Regions from separate parts of the Ovis aries genome. Here region 1 is linked to region 2. A link is a contact called in public Hi-C data. All regions are on one chromosome and are shown on one strand. Each heading gives the region's core, a stretch centred on a gene start, on an enhancer-like site or on the middle of the called end of the contact. The rest is flanking DNA. Distances are from core to core; before and after follow the strand shown.

Region 1 (2,774 bases), core at 41-2,540, 120 kb after region 2:
GCCCACCTGTCCGCATGGAGTTTCCCACTCTGTGAGGGGCACATGTCGCTGAAAACTCGGTCCCTGACCAAAGACAGTGGGCAGAGCAGCATTTCCCCGAGGCCATCCCGCGCCACCGCCTGGGGCCGATTCCCTGGGAGCGAATCACTTTAATCAGGGCCTAACAGGCCGCCAGGACCCAGGTCAAGCAGCTGCTTCCCCGCAAGACGCGGGTTTCGCTACTCCCACTCCCAGTGAAAAGGCTCGCTATTCTGGAAAACGCTGGGTTAGATGCTCCGTTACTAGAAAGACCGGCCGACTGCTCGGGGTGACATCATGCTGGGGAGGGGTGGCTTCGCTAGAAGCCCCTCAGCAGAGCCAAGCCCCCTGCGCGGGTGCTGAACGCTGCCCGCACCCCGGACCCAGCCCCAACCCCAGGTCCCCTGCCCTCCAAGTCCACGCCCCGGACTGCAGCCCCAACCCGAGGACTCCCGCCCGCCAGGTCTGCGCCGGGAGCCCAGCCCCAACCTCAGGACCCCCGCCCTTCAAGTCCTCGCCCGGGACCCCAGCCCCCAAGCCCAGGACCCCTGTCCTCCAAGTCCGCGCGCCCCGGACCCCCGCCCGCCAGGTCCGCGCCCCGGACCCCAGCCCGCGACCCCAGGACCCCCGCCCGCCAGGTCCGCGCCCCGGAGCCCAGCCCCCGACCCCAGGACCCCCGCCCGCCAGGTCCGCGCCCCGGAGCCCAGCCCCGACCCCAGGACCCCCGCCCGCCAGGTCCGCGCCCCGGACCCCAGCCCGCGACCCCAGGACCCCCGCCCGCCAGGTCCGCGCCCCGGAGCCCAGCCCGCGACCCCAGGACCCCCGCCCGCCAGGTCCGCGCCCCGGAGCCCAGCCCCCGACCCCAGGACCCCCGCCCGCCAGGTCCGCGCCCCGGACCCCAGCCCGCGACCCCAGGACCCCCGCCCGCCAGGTCCGCGCCCCGGAGCCCAGCCCGCGACCCCAGGACCCCCGCCCGCCAGGTCCGCGCCCCGGAGCCCAGCCCGCGAAGGCCAGTGCCGGCCAGCCCCTCACCCCGGCCTGCGCCCCCGCCCCCCGCAGGCCGGCCCGGCGCCCAGCCACTCACAGTTGCGGATATCCGAGATGAACACGGCCAGGCCCCGCATCCCGTCCCCCTTCGACACGGCCGGCATCTTCGGGCCCGGGGAGCGGCCTGGGCTGGCGGGCCCCGGGAAGGAGAGGGCAGCGGGCCGCAGGAGCGGGAGCCGGGAGGAGCCGCCTCAGCCCAGTCGCCTCAGGCTCCAGCGCCGCTCTCGGGGCCGCCGCGCGCGCGCGCACGCACGCACGCTCGCTCGCGCGGCGACCGACGGCGGCCGGGGCGCGGGGGCGAGCACGTCGGCGGCGGGCGCGCACGGCCGGGCGGCGGCCCCGGGAGGCGCGCGCCGCGGGAGGGGCCCGGCGGAGGCGGGGGTGGGGGGCGCCGGCCTCCGCCGCGCAGGATCCTCCGCGCCCGACCCCCACGCGGGGAGCCCCACCGCCAGCCGCGCCTCCGCCCACCGTCCCTCCGCCCTCCCCGCCCGGCTCTGGGGCCGCCTGCCGTCGGCCTCCCGCGGGGGACCCGTCCCCATCCAGAGCTCTGGGGCCAGCTGCCCATCACCCGGCCGTCCAGAGCCGGCCCGTCTCTTTACAAGGGGGAGACAGCCCTGAAGAGACAGCGTCCCCCCACCCCTTGACAGCGCCGGGGGACCGGGCTCAGTCTTGAATCCAGCTCCGTGGTGACCAACCGCACCCTTTGCCGCTGTTGCCGCCACCCACCTCCGCAGCCTGGGGAGGTGGAGGCAGGACCGGGGCCCAACCGCAGTGCACTGCAGGGGCCTTAGCAGGCAGACACCCCAGGAGTTTGTCTGGAGAGCAGGTGGCCCCACCAAGCTGTCCTTCACGAAGTGGGATGGCCTCTCTCTCTCCAGAGAGGTTCCAGAGCCACAGCCCAGACCCACCCCGGCTCCCTTCTCAGTAAGAGGCTGGGCCCCTGATGGACCCTGGCTAGGAGAAAAAAGGGACAGGGCCCCTTCCATGGACCAAGGACCCAAGCTCTGGTCCTTTGGGACCCCTGGGGGAAGCCAGAACCTGTGGAGACCCGAATCCATATAAGGCAGCAATTTCACCACCTTCCAAAGCTTTCAAAGGGCTGGGCTGCCGAGGGCTTCCTGAAGGAGATACCCTCTAGGGCCTGTTTCCCCAGGGGAGGAGATAACCCTACCGTAGCCAGGCCTGGGGACTCAGGTGAGGAGACCATGACCCACCCCCGGCCGCCACTCACTGGGCAGGGCAGTGCCAAGAGGCTGCAGGGGCTCATGCGTGGCGTGGACAGATGGCAAACTCAACCCACAGTGGAGGGGCTTCTCGGAGGACAGGCTTAGAGATGGACAGCCATCACACCTCTCTCAGTGCTGACCCTGGGCTTCCTACACCTCCTGGGATCCCTGTACATGTGTGTGTATGTTGGTGGGGGATCGGGGTGGGAGAGTTGGTGTCCAGAGACTGCTGGGACATGCCACTGGCCGTGAGAAAGACCCCTGCCCCCTGGCCCCTGCCCCCTGCCGTGCCTTCATCTGCCCTTCAGGCCACTCAACCTTTCGGCAGCATGCAGTGCTCCCTTTCTTGGACTGTGTGAACTGGACCAGCCCGTGCTGGTTCCCAGGCCCTCCTCCTTCCGTGGCCAAGGGGAGGGAAGGCCCCAACACGTGCATTCTGAAGAAGAAACAAAGGCAGGGCAGCCCAGAACCAGGGGCCATGGT
Region 2 (2,700 bases), core at 190-2,689:
GGGACTCACGGACACAGCCACTGACCACTCCCTCTGGTCAGGACCCAGGGGACCACCAGGGGGACCCACTGCCCTCAGGCCCAGAGTCGCCAGGTGGGGCCCCCAGGTGCCACTTACAGCTGATGGGCCGGTGCCCAGGCCGCCCACCTGGCTCTGCCCTGGGGGGTGGGGCGCTGAGATGCAGACACTGGGGCCTACCTCTCCAGCCACAGGTAAGATCACTGGGAAATTACTTCCTCCAAGCTCGTCTATGGGCTGGGGGGGTGGGGGGCGGGAGGAGGGAGCAGCGTCCACACCTACCCAGTAGCACCCCCCAAGCCCCTGCAAGTAGCTCCCCCAGGCAGCCTGCAGGACACCAAACAGCTAGGCTAACGGGGGGACGGGGCAGGGTGGGGGGGACAGGGCAGGGAGGGGGAGCTTGGCATAGCCGTGGTGAACTTGGAGAGTTCTCTCAGCCGTGGAGAGCTCCATCCTAGCGCCCCTGATGCTGGTGAATGTGTGGGAAGAGGGGTCTGGAACCGGGCCCTCCTGGGGTTCCAGGTCCTCCCCAGGTCCTCCCAGGATCTCCGAGCCAGCCCACTCTTTGCTTCCCGGGCACCCCCCGCAATGTGCTCTGCATACAGCTGGCACTCAGTAAAAGCTTGCAGTGTTTCTGTGGTGGAGGGCGGTTCCATCGCATACTGTGGCGCTTCAGGGCCCTGTGTGGGCTGCCGCCTCCTGCCCCCACCTGCACCCTCCTGCCAGAAGGTGGCCTTGGGAGGGGCGGGGTCCTGGGGGTGGTCCCCCCAGACTCAGGCAGAACGTTAGGCTGGGGTGCAGGGGCAAGGGGTGCTGTCCCCTTGGGGCCTGCAGGGACCTGGCAGCAAATGGGGGTCAGCTCTGAAACCACACATCACCGTGGAGGGCCATGAGCAGCCTAGAGGGTTGGAACAAGCCTCCTGTATCTGGGGTCTGGGATCTTGGCAGCAGCTGCCCCTTCTGCACGTCACAGGGATGGGCTGGGAGTGGGCGGGAGCCTGGCACAGCCGTGGAGAACTGGCGACCACCAGGTCCCTCGGATCAGGTCCAGCGGAGCGCCACCTCCCACCGCGGAGCCCCGCACAGGCCCTGCCAGGCCCCGAGGTCCCAGGAGCCAGAGGCCCCAGGGCCCCCCAGAGCCACCTCGTCGTTGCCCACTGCAGTGCTTCCTCTGGGCGCTCCCGCAGCCAGACGTGCAGGGAGCTCACCGCCGCCCGCCCCAGCCCGGCCCAGCATCCCAGGCAAGCGCGCGCCTTGATCAGCGCGACCGGAGCAAGGTGGCAGGCGCGGGAGGCACCGGGGATGCAGACGTTGGCCAGCAGGTGGCGCGCGTCGCCCGCACAGCCGCCCAGAGGGAAGTCTGCGCATGTGCACTCCTGCGCCGGGGCGTGGGCGGACCTGATCGGGGGCGTGGCTCAGCGAGTGAGTCACGCCCCCTCGGACTCCTCCCCGCGTGGGCGTGGCTTGAGTGGACCTCGCCCTCCCGGAGATCCGCGGGGTCTGCGCCGGCCTCAGGGCCCCCGCAAGCGGGTGCGGGGTCAGTCCGAAGGCGTCTCGCCGTCCCCTGACCCCGCCTGTCTCCGCATCGCGGCGCTGTGCCAGGTGAGCAGCGCGTGCCGCGGAGTCAGCGTCCAGCTTGCGCGGCTCACAGGCTGGACTGGAGGGAGCTCTGCCTGACCTTGGGCAGGTCACTGGCCTCCGCGCAGTGGGGGCTGGGAATCATCAGTCGCTCTAAGCATCACACCTGCTGGGGACCCTTCCCCAGCTGACCAGCCCGCCCTGCTGCTCTGGCCCTGGGCCCTCCCTGCCCGGCCCTGCCCCACAGAGGGCCGCCCACCTCTGCGCCTGCGCAGGGAACCAGGTGGCAGCCTGCAAGTGCGGGGGAAATGGACAACCCGATGGCCTCCGTCCTCCAGAGAAGAGCCCCCACCCGGTGGTCCTGGGGTTCTGCCTACAGCCTCAGTCCCCACCCTTAGAGGGCCCTTTGCAAACAGACTACCTGGAACCCACCTGGCCTAAACCCCCAGGGGAGCCAGGGGGCAGGACGGAGGCAGCAGGGCCCGCACTGCCGGCTGGTCCTCAGGGCAGGGGCTGTGTGAGGGTTCAGAAGTGCCCAGAACGACCGCCCCAGCTCTGGGGCTGGGAGGAGGTGGGACCCTGCCTGGAGTTGGCCACAACACCGCCCCCTCCTGGACGGCTAGAATCTGTCCCTGCTTCCCCCAGAGAGGAGCCTGTCCTCCTAGGCGTGGCCGCGTGTCCTTGGCATAGTGACCATACAGAGAGCCCCTGATGCCCTGCCTTCCCATGGTGGGGAGCGCAGCCTTCAGTGGTGACCCCCCAGGAGGGGTGACCCCCCGGGAGGCCAGGGCTGGAACCAGAGCCAAGTCTAGGTGACGCAGTGTGGTGGGAGCGGGCCTCAAGGAAGCGGATGTGGCCTTTGCACCAGCAGATTACTGAGCCAGGTGAGCAGGAAAGTCAACAGAAAGCTCTCAAGGAGCAGCTGAGGGACCTGCCCTGCCTGTCACCCATGGGTCAGCGTCACCCCAGGGGCAGCCGCACAGGGATGGGGCCCGGTGGGCAGCACTGGACTCCAGGCAACCCCACCGACCACAGACATGCGAGGGGCAGGGCCTGGCATGGGGCTGCAAGCGTGGGCTGCGGCAGCGGCTACCGCCACATCCG

The links. A called contact is a pair of places that touch in the nucleus more often than the background predicts.
Region 1: a contact with region 2 is called in a Hi-C map of hypothalamus, with 3 times the contacts expected there. The contact joins the promoter of AP2A2 here to the enhancer-like site in region 2. A contact is called at or near these places in 4 of 16 Hi-C or Micro-C datasets (hypothalamus, liver, muscle and 1 more).

The regions. Positions count from the first base shown.
Region 1 is chr21:46,869,069-46,871,842 of ARS-UI_Ramb_v3.0, forward strand. AP2A2 (adaptor related protein complex 2 subunit alpha 2) reads right to left here and starts at 1,291. Exons shown (of 22, transcript XM_060404169.1): 1 at 1,103-1,291. The coding sequence starts at 1,169.
Region 2 is chr21:46,753,157-46,755,856 of ARS-UI_Ramb_v3.0, forward strand. No RefSeq gene overlaps it. Among named protein-coding and RNA genes, the nearest start is that of MUC2, 17 kb to the left of the region's middle. Within about 2 kb of position 1,440, at least 26 of the 54 cell types and tissues checked have an H3K27ac peak or open chromatin away from gene starts, as enhancers often do. A contact at or near this core is called in hypothalamus, liver, muscle and 1 more, where this site is marked.